Linked DNA regions of Mus musculus: region 1 is linked to region 2. Evidence: chromatin contacts called from public Micro-C data. All regions are on one chromosome and are shown on one strand. Each heading gives the region's core, a stretch centred on a gene start, on an enhancer-like site or on the middle of the called end of the contact. The rest is flanking DNA. Distances are from core to core; before and after follow the strand shown. Region 1 overlaps Arhgap32 (Rho GTPase activating protein 32). Region 2 overlaps Arhgap32 (Rho GTPase activating protein 32).

Evidence for each region. Hi-C and Micro-C count contacts between places; a contact is called where the count stands out from the background.
Region 1: a Micro-C map of embryonic stem cells shows a contact between it and region 2, with 2.3 times the contacts expected there. The contact joins two enhancer-like sites. A contact is called at or near these places in 9 of 484 Hi-C or Micro-C datasets (the Patski cell line, cortical neurons, differentiating embryonic stem cells and 5 more).

Annotation. Positions count from the first base shown.
Region 1 is chr9:32,256,067-32,260,606 of GRCm38.p6, reverse strand. It overlaps Arhgap32 (Rho GTPase activating protein 32), which reads right to left. Exons shown (of 23, transcript NM_001370958.1): 22 at 2,909-3,894; 23 at 1-1,705. Among named protein-coding and RNA genes, the nearest start is that of Kcnj5, 86 kb to the left of the region's middle. Within about 2 kb of position 2,551, at least 17 of the 459 cell types and tissues checked have an H3K27ac peak or open chromatin away from gene starts, as enhancers often do. A contact at or near this core is called in embryonic stem cells, where this site is marked.
Region 2 is chr9:32,183,678-32,188,702 of GRCm38.p6, reverse strand. Arhgap32 (Rho GTPase activating protein 32) reads right to left here. Exons shown (of 23, transcript NM_001370958.1): 8 at 2,282-2,374; 9 at 947-1,069. Among named protein-coding and RNA genes, the nearest start is that of Arhgap32, 150 kb to the right of the region's middle. Within about 2 kb of position 2,037, at least 17 of the 459 cell types and tissues checked have an H3K27ac peak or open chromatin away from gene starts, as enhancers often do. A contact at or near this core is called in embryonic stem cells, where this site is marked.

The DNA.
Region 1 (4,540 bases), core at 1,302-3,801, 71 kb before region 2:
CATAATCTAACTGGCCAGCTCCCTGGGGATAAGGTGGTCCATTTTTTGATTCACATAATTGCCTATGGCTTGCTTCCTGATGCGCCCTGTGCTCTGGGAGGCTACAACCCATATCGTGAAGCTTTCTGTTCCTAAGGCTGCTTTGCTTCTGCGGGAGGGATGGCTTTTCTGCCTGTGTGCTGCCATACCCTCCATGATGGTGGGCTCTGTCAAATTCGGACTCTGGGTGCTTCCTGTAGAAACGCTCGTCCCCCTCAGGACTGACAGCCTTGGCTGGGTGCCGTCCCTCTTTCCCCTCTGCCACAGAGAGAAGTCCAGTTTTCCCAGGATCTGATTTGCTGCGCAGATGGATGACATAGATCCCTCCCAAGTCTTCTTGCACAGCTGGTGTCATGTTGTCATACTGCGACATGATAGGCCCTTTTACCTTCTGCCGTGCTCGGCTCTCTCGGCGGATGGACTGCATGCGGTATTTTTCCATGTCCTCAAGGTCCCATGAGGTGTAGGTGTGCTTTCCGTCAGCAGTGGGGGGCATAGTGACTACATTATGGTCATTACCAGAGAAATAGCCAGTTGCATTGGCCCGTGGGCGTGGAGGCAAACCAGCATAGTTGTACACGTTCTTTCCTTGTAGCCTTGGATTGTAGAAAGCAAAGTCCCGACTGGACAGGCGGTGGAGGGGCCGCAGCTGGACTGTGCCATAGGCATCGACATCACACAAGGCCCCCTCAGGACTGTAATAGGAGCTGGAGGAGCTGGAGTACGGACTATAGCGATAATGGACCCGTCCATTCTCAAAGTAAGGCTGAAGCTGAGTTACGTGATAGTCTGAGCGGGCCTGGGAGGACTGGTATGGCTTATACTGGTAGACTGGTCTTGGGCAGTAGGCTGGTTCATCATCTGGGGGAACTTCTGTCCGTGAAATGGGAACAGAGCGGATCATGGAAGGTGGGGGTGCATGGAGGGACTGTACCCTCCGGATGGTAGGGTAAGGTAGAATGTCTTCAGGGCAACAAGGATTCCTAACCGAGGAGCCCAGAGAAGAGACATACTCAACCCGACTACACGGCTTGGAGTGGTGTCCAGACATGTTTCTTCCCGGCGCCACATAGGTGTTATAACGAGGACCCATGGAGGCTGGTGGCTCTGACCGGGCACCATATACCTGATGTGGCTCCAACTTATTGTGGTGTGGAGGAACACTCTGGGGGCGAAACTGGCAGTTTGGAGTCATATTGAAATGCAAACAGTTTTCTGGACCAAAGGGCTCTGCGGTGACATCAGGCCTAGCAAAGGAGGAATAGGCTATCTTCTGAGAAGCATGCTTAGGCTGTGAGACGGGGAGTGGCACGGGCATCACATCATCCACTGAGGCTGACGAAGGGACAAAGGAGTGGTAATTTGAACTGCTGGTGGCATCTGCAGCGCTGGAGTGCAAGGCAGCAGCCATCTTGCTCTCCATTGTCCGTGTTGGGGGAACTGGGGCAGCAAAGCCACAGGAATGGCCAGGAAAAGACTCAGCACGTAAGTGGAGTGGTGGAGCCCTGCTGCTTTCCCGAACCTTCTCAGGCAGTCCAGGCTGAGGAGCAGAGGCGCCCATGGGACACTGGGCAGCAGCAGTGCCATCACTGAGGAAGATGGGTGCGGGGTCACCCATGGCCCGAGACTCAGGTGGCCTCTCGGGAGCTGGAGCCGTTCCCTGGACCTGTGGGAAGACAGCGATGTTAAGAGTCTGTTGTTTAACACCAACCCCTCAAAGCTAAATGCTAATACATTTATAAGGGGCAAACCCAGGCTATTTGGGTGACAGCTCAAACTTTGTCCAAGCTCTTCAGTTACACTGAACCTGACCCATAGCCCCCCAAAAAAGAGTATGTGTGTGTCTACACAGTACGCTATTACCTATGGAGACATGTGTAGTGTTTGCTAACTCCTGCTAGGGTTGAAATGTGAAGAGAGACTGCCTACAATGGTATCTTAATGTGCAGAACCAATGACAGGATTAGGCAAAAAAACCAGTGCTGGGCCTAAAAAAAATAAACATCCTACCTATTGGTCTCAGCACCAAGAAGATTTTATTTAATGAAAGCAGCTGATTTTATCAGCTGGCAGGAGTTTCAGAGTGACTCAGTTCCATGTAGCAAGCAGTTTTAAACTTCCAGATACAGGGAAGAGTTTCAAAGTGACTTGTCTGCAGTGGCAGCATGTGAGGGCTTACTGCCTCTGCGTTTTGTCCATCCTGTCAGTGGGCCCACAGATAAAATATGTTGTCCCTGAGAGGTAAGTTCTACAGCTAGTACCCTCCAGGAAGGGCCAGAATTTTAACTCCTTTTGGTTAAGGTTACCACAAAACCTGTAGGAATTAGGAAAACTCTTTGGCACTCTGTATCTAGCACTCCCACCCCCCCAACGCAGGCATTTGAACTATGCAACACAGCTGCTCACAGCAGGGAAATAACAAGAACTCCAGATATCATCACTCCTTAGACCTCTGAAAGCCCTGGAGATGAAGTACCTTCAATACAGACATCAAGGGTTGGGTAGTCACAAGGTGGTCACATGACTCACTCTCAGTCACCTGAACAGTGAGGCAGCTGGAAAAGACAATCACTACTGCAGCCCTGGGCTCCCTCTGCCTCATTCTGTCAGTGTGTCCCCGTGAAAGAGCTCAGTGCTTCAGGAAGGAAGGAGAAGCAGCAAGGATAGTTAAGCTGCAGTCACCAGGGGCTGCTCTGTCATTACACAAAGCCAATAGCCAGGCACAGGCAGAGACCGCCTGCTTCAAATGGCAGATTCCATGGAAATCTGCCACCTGACTGACACGCATCTGACTAAAAGATAATACATCCTACCGAATGGCATACCTTGGGAAAAGTATACTACTTCACTGACTTCCTCTCTAGCTTACCTTGTGGGAATTATTTAATCCTATACTTGGTGCTTCTTGTACCTGCCCCACAACTGGTGGCTGCTCTGCAGGCCTCTGGGAAGGAGGTGGAGGGAGGGGCCGATTAGTTCTGTGCGTGCGCTGAAGGGTGGCAGCCACAAAATCAGCAGCCGAGGGCTGCTCAGCCAGGACCCTGCTGGCCTCGCTGTTGCTCGGTTCCGCTCTTGCTGGAGTTGCCATCATGTAAGCCATGGTGGCTGTGCTGGAATTCTCTTCAGGGGACCCAGAGAGAGGGTGGTGGGCTTTGTCCCTAGGCAAAGTAGAAGGCATGGGAGATTTGTCTGTAAGTTCTGAGGAATGGTGGGGTTTATCCACACTGGTACCAAGGTAAGAGAGGGGCTGATCTCCACAGGAGAAATGGAGTGGAGACTGGTCCTGCTCCAAAAAGGAGACAGTGGACACGCTGCTCTTCCCAGCGTGGTCTTCAGGGAAACTTCCATGATCATCAGACTTCTCTGAGTCTGTTAAGGGAGCTGAAGTGCTTCTAGCCTTTTCTGGATCCCCAGATATATGGTTTCGATGTAGCGAATTCCCTATTAAGTCTACTTGGTGGAGTTGCTCCCCAGAGTCAGTTGTGTTGGACTGGGTGGGACCTCCCATAGCTGCTGCCTCAGGGAGAGGCTGGTTACAGTTTCCGAGTCCATTGATCTGCGGGTGGAACTGCTCTGCTGGCCGGTCCGTTTGGAAACAGGTTTTATCTAGAGTAAGGCTAGAGTAGGAACTAGGCAGCTTCTCTTCAGATGGAACGACTGCCGTGTCTCCATAACTAGTGCACCCAGCCTGGGAAGCCCCTGGTCTCTTCAGTGTCTGACTTGAGGCTTGCTGTGCAGACTCAGCTAACGCTAGTGCCAACATTCGGGCGACATTTTTCGGAGGCGGTGGTGGTGGGATAAGAGAGACTGAACTGACAGGAACGGGATCCTGAGGGGGGTCATGGGTAACTGCTCCTAGTGGGAAATTGGGAAAAAAAATTAGAATGAAAAGGTAGCTTATGTTACCCTATACGGAAAGCCAAACACTCCCCATGTGATCACTAAAAACATAAAAATATGCCTTCCATATTTCAAAATTGCAATCCATGATCTTCTATCCCACATGCAAATGCTGCTGAAACCACATCTGGTTGAAAGGGAAACTACCACAGTGTTAAAGGCTGCCAGTCCTCTTGAACTGCTACAGAGGGTGGAGGGAAGCAGGCCTCCACTGACTTAGAAAAGGTCACTTAGAGCACAAGCTTCCAGTGCTCAGACTGTGATGGTACTGCTACACTGGCTTGTCAACTTGTAAGGCTAGAATAGAATATGCATTAGAAGAGAAAACAGAATCAAGAGCTACACAGTTGTGCAAAAATTATCCATGAATCCTGACTGTCCAGAGACTTAAGGGGTCCTTTGTGAAGGCTCGCAGCAGGACCATGGGCCCTTTGGGGAGTTTTGTTTGCTTCATTTTAGTTTAGGGCTTTGAGCCCTCAGCACCATTCAGAAAAACATTCTTTGATTCTAGCCTAGCTGTGGAGAAGGCTCTCTTAAAAGGCACAGATGGCACACAGGACGGAAGACCCCTTTTAGCTTAGAGAAGGAACGGAGGAGAACA
Region 2 (5,025 bases), core at 788-3,287:
AAAGAAATTATTAAGTACTGAAATGATGAAACTATGGTTTTTTATTTTCCTCTGTTTTTAAATGTTTAATAATTTGATACTTTATAATGAAGCATTTCAACATGAATTTCTTTCTATCTATCTATCTATCTATCTATCTATCTATCTATCTATCAGTGTAGAAGGTATGACTAAGTAGTCCTAAATGTCCTGGAATTCACTACATAGATATGCTGGCCTCAAACTCAGAGACCTGCCTGTCTGTCTCCCAACTGCTGGGACCAAAAGCATGAGCCACAATGCCTGACATTAAAATTAATGTCTTAACAGAGATTTATTTAATGACAAATTGTAACTTTTCAGTACAAAAAAATTCCATAGTAAGAATCAAAAGAAAGAAAGGAAAATGCCAATGGCTGTAATGATGGGACTGTGTCTGAGGGGGCACTACTATTGCTACTGCTACAGCTACTATTACTATTACTACTACAGTCCATGTACAGACATCTGTCGTTTTATGCTTACACTCATTTCACTAATTGGTTTGAGAACAGTCCTCATTTGACGTCGTAAAACTGTTGCACTGTTGTTCTTTTATTTGCTCAGTCAACACACATTTACTGGTTACTTACTGTACCGAGAACATTCACAAATGCAGAGAATAAACATGAAAATCAGAGACATGCCTCAGCCCTCAGCAGGCTCAAACTCTGCATCCATCCCCATGATAAACACTTTGATCTAAACATTCTACTTCGTCTTTCAGTTTTTATTAGCATGTGCTGGCTGCACAAACTGTTGGGTTTCATTGTATTTTCATGCATGTATACCGTGCCCTCTGATCATAATCATCCTCCATTACTCTCTCTTGTATTTATTTTTTAAATACATAAATTCTTAAAACAGCTAGAGACAGGTTATACAGGTAGCAGGGCCAGAGAACAGTGAGGCCTGCCTAACTGCTTACCTCTAATGTCAGTTCATCAGGGGCCCGAGCGGTGTAGCGCTTGATAACATGGGCAGCACCGACAGCAGGAGTGTTGATGGACGACTCCTCGTGAACTAGAAGATGGTTTCCCTTATTGTCGATCTACAATAAAAATCAAGCACCATGGAGTGTCCAAAGACACGGATCTGTCTATCCACAAATAAAAACTCAATTTAGACAGGTGGTAAGCCCCAAAAGTCTTTTAAAATAAACTGTCATTTTTGGGAACAGCAAGACAGCTCAGCAGGTAAACAAATGCAACAAGCCTGATGAGGTAAGCCGGATCCCTTTGGACCCACCTAGTTAAAGGAGAGAAGCAACTGCTAAAAGTTGTCTTCTAACATCCACATGGGCTCTAACATGCCCCACCCCCAAAATGTAGCAAAACCCTTTAAAACCCTATCACTTATTAGGTAGCTAATATAGGGCAGTAAGTATGCTGTGCATATAATGTATACGACTTAATTTAACTCTCATAATCCCAAAATGTGCTATCATTACCTTTACCTAAAGGTAAAGAAGACAACCTGGAGAAAGTTATGTAATTTTAGAGAAATTAAATTACTTTACTAAGATCACTCAAGCAATAATGGCAAAGTCATGGTCTTAGTGCAAGTAGACCTGGCTCCTCTTACCCTCTTGGCAGTGTCTCAACTTTTACTGGGAGAAAAGAATATATATAATTCTTTACATCCCCAAATTAACATACACAAGTTAACATACACAAATTAACAATAAATATCCTGAGGCATTCTCAAATTGGTACCTTTAAAAGGGTGGTTTATTGGCTCATAAATTACTAAAAAATATTTTCAATTATTAAGCAAATGAAAAAACAAGTAGCTTACGCTGTATATGTATAACAATAGGTATAACAATGTCTAACAATCTCCAGATTTATAGAGATGATAAAATTATTTTTTTGAAAAATAAAGAGAAAGATTTTCTATCCAAAAATCCAGTCACTCTGGAGAGATGACTCAGCATTTAAGAGCAGTGGCTGCTCTTAGAAGAACTGATTCCCAGAGCCACAGGGTGGCTCATACCATGTATAACTTCAGGTCCAGGGCATCTGAAGCCCTCTTGTGGCCATTTGGGGCAGCAGGCACATAAAGAGCACACAGACATTCATGGAGGTAAAACACCCATACGCATTCAGGTTAAAATTAAAAATATCAGTTACCAATCCTCCTGGATTATGAGTACATTCTTTGTTTCTTTATTTGTGAAACTCATCTATAATCAAATTACTAATAAATGCCTTAAGCAAATAATTTTAGAATAAGATTTCATCAGAGCTGATCAGACAGATACCTCCATCCAGGTAAGGGCAGGCCCACAGTTGATCTTGTTGCCAGCGATAGTTGAAAGGCGTGACAGGTAAGCTGTAAGCATCTGAGTAACCGACTGAAAAAGAGAGACTCACCATAACCAGAGGGAAGAGCAACTCTTTGCTTTACAAAGTCTCATATAGATTGGTTTTTTTCTAAGAGGGAAAAAAAGAAACCTAGAGATCCTTAGGCACTTAATAATTACATCAGGTAGAGATAGTGGCAAACACCTTTAATCCCAACAGTCAGGAGGCAAGGGCAGGAGGATCCCAGTTTAACCAGAACTGTAAAGTGAGACCCCCCATCGCCAACACCAAATAATAATAATAATAATAATAATAATAATAATAATAGCTCTAGAGACCTCATCACTGAGGGTATGGAAGATTACCTCTGAAATGATGGCACTTTTCACAGAGGAATTCAGCTACTGCCTAATGTGGGGATTTTAGCTTTTAATACCTCATCGTATGAGGCCGTATTCTACAGCTTCTAATTTCAGGACTTTCGTTTTGTACCTTTGTACTGAAAATACAAAATGTGTTTATTAAAAGACACATCTGTGGCTTTTCTGCCAAATTTTCCCTTGCTTCCCTTTACTGCCTTTGGCTGTAATCTCCATGCATATAGCTGCACAGGAGTGGACTAATTCCTGTGATCCTACGCCACAGTGTGACATGACAATCTGAGCAGGAACCATGACACAGAACCAAGTCTTTATGCCTGCCCACCCTCCTCTTCCTGAGTTCAAAGGCAATGTGGAGGAACAAGCTGCTGTTGCTGGCTCCCTGCTTTCCTTTCTGATGCCTTACACTTCCCGCCACGATGAACAAAATCTCTCTGTAAATGTAAGCCACAATAGTTCCTTTCTCCGTGTGTGTGAGTGTGTGTGTGTGTGTGTGAGTGTGTGTGTGTGGTGCTGTTGTTTGTAAACTGAAAGCCCAGCCCAAGGTTTCAGCGAGCCTGTGAGAACTGGCCTCGAAGCCATTTGGATGATATTCCTGCATAGAGTCCAGCTGTGTTCTGCCTCTCAAAAGCCCAGGGCTGACTTCAAAAGCAACAGTCTCTTCCATGGGCCGAGGAAATATGACGGCAAGCCAACTGTAAGGCTACATTGTGATTCTTGCTCACGGATCTCATTCAGATCTACAGTGTCAGGCAGTAACAAGTAGAGAACAAAGACATTACAAGAGGTGGTTTCCCAAGGCAGGCTGTGTGAGCAAGCTTAAAGCTTGAGCCATGGGAGTATGAATGATGAAGGTCTATAACTGATAAGGAATTAGCACCCTTTAAAGAGAAACTTCCTGCTCCGGATATACAGTAGCAAACTACCCTGAGGGCAAGATCCCACTCACCAAAGGTACTAACTGTGAAAATGCCATTCTTTAGACAAATTGAGCCTGTCAGGTGGCGGAGGCACATGCACGCCTTTAATCCCAGACCTCGGGAGGCAGAGGCAGGTAGATTTCTGAGTTCGAGGCCAGCCTGGTCTACAAAGTGAGTTCCAGGACAGCCAGGGCTACATAGAGAAACCCTGTTGTGGAAAGAAAGAAAGAAAGAAAGAAAGAAAGAAAGAAAGAAAGAAAGAGGGAAAGAAAGAAAGAAAGAAAGAAAGAAAGAAAGAAAGAAAGAAAGAAAGAAAGAAAGAAAGAAAGAAAGAAAGAAAGAAAGACGGAGGGAGGGAGGGAGGGAGGGAGAAAAAAAGAAAAACTGAGCCTAAGCTCCAAAAGCCAATGGAGTTTCTAACCGTGGAAGGCAACTACCTAGGAAGAGCTTCCACAGAGTCAGCCCATGGAAGCTGCTGAACAGTGGGGGCTGACATGTATAAACCAATTTGAAACCAACCAGGAACTCTCTTCCTTATTGGCTAACTTTCATAAGTGCTGGAAAGTGCTACACAGGCCTGGGGTGGTGTGTGAGATTAATGGAGAAAAGATATTACTGGTCTTATTCAGAGCTGGTCTTTACATGAAACAATACCAACATTCCATGTAAGTGGTGCCCATTAGTTCAATAGTGAAACAGATATTATGGAATAACTAGGCACTTTTTGATTAGATTTGATGTGCTCTCCACAGGAGAGAATTTTGTGTGTGGTAGAGCAATCCTGTGTCAAAAGTCCACACATGGCTTAGAAAGTCTCTGGCCCTGAGATAGAATGTGTTGTGGCTATTTTGCCAAATAGTCAGGACATCTGTCAAATTGCCTTCTAAATATTTATGTGAATACCATGAGTGAGGGCAGAGCTTTTGACATTGATTACAGAACTTGGGGGGCTTGGGGGGCAGTGGGCAGTAGTCAATGCAGACAGTGGTCTAAGTGTTAAGAAGCTGCATCAGACTGTTCAGCACTAAGGGACACATCTTTATCAAGTACCCCTACCCCATGCCCTCGAAGGCCCAGAGCAAAGCTTGGAAGAGGAACCAGACAGAGTGTCAATGCTAGAGGACAGAGAGGAGTGCAATGAAATACTGGCCTCCAGATAGGAAATGGTCACTGCACTCACCACACTAGGTGTGGTTACTTGTACAAGACTCGGGCAAAATCAAACTACCCAAAACTCCAGCACAGGTAGTGTAGACAATGTCCAGGCCCCAGTCTTTACTGAGAACAACTGCATTTGTTAGACTTAGTGGTGAGGGTGGGGGGTCATTCTGCTGGGAGGGTGTGGTCAATGGTAGGCTTCCAATGCTCCAGTGGATGGCCACACTCACGTGCACACAGGCA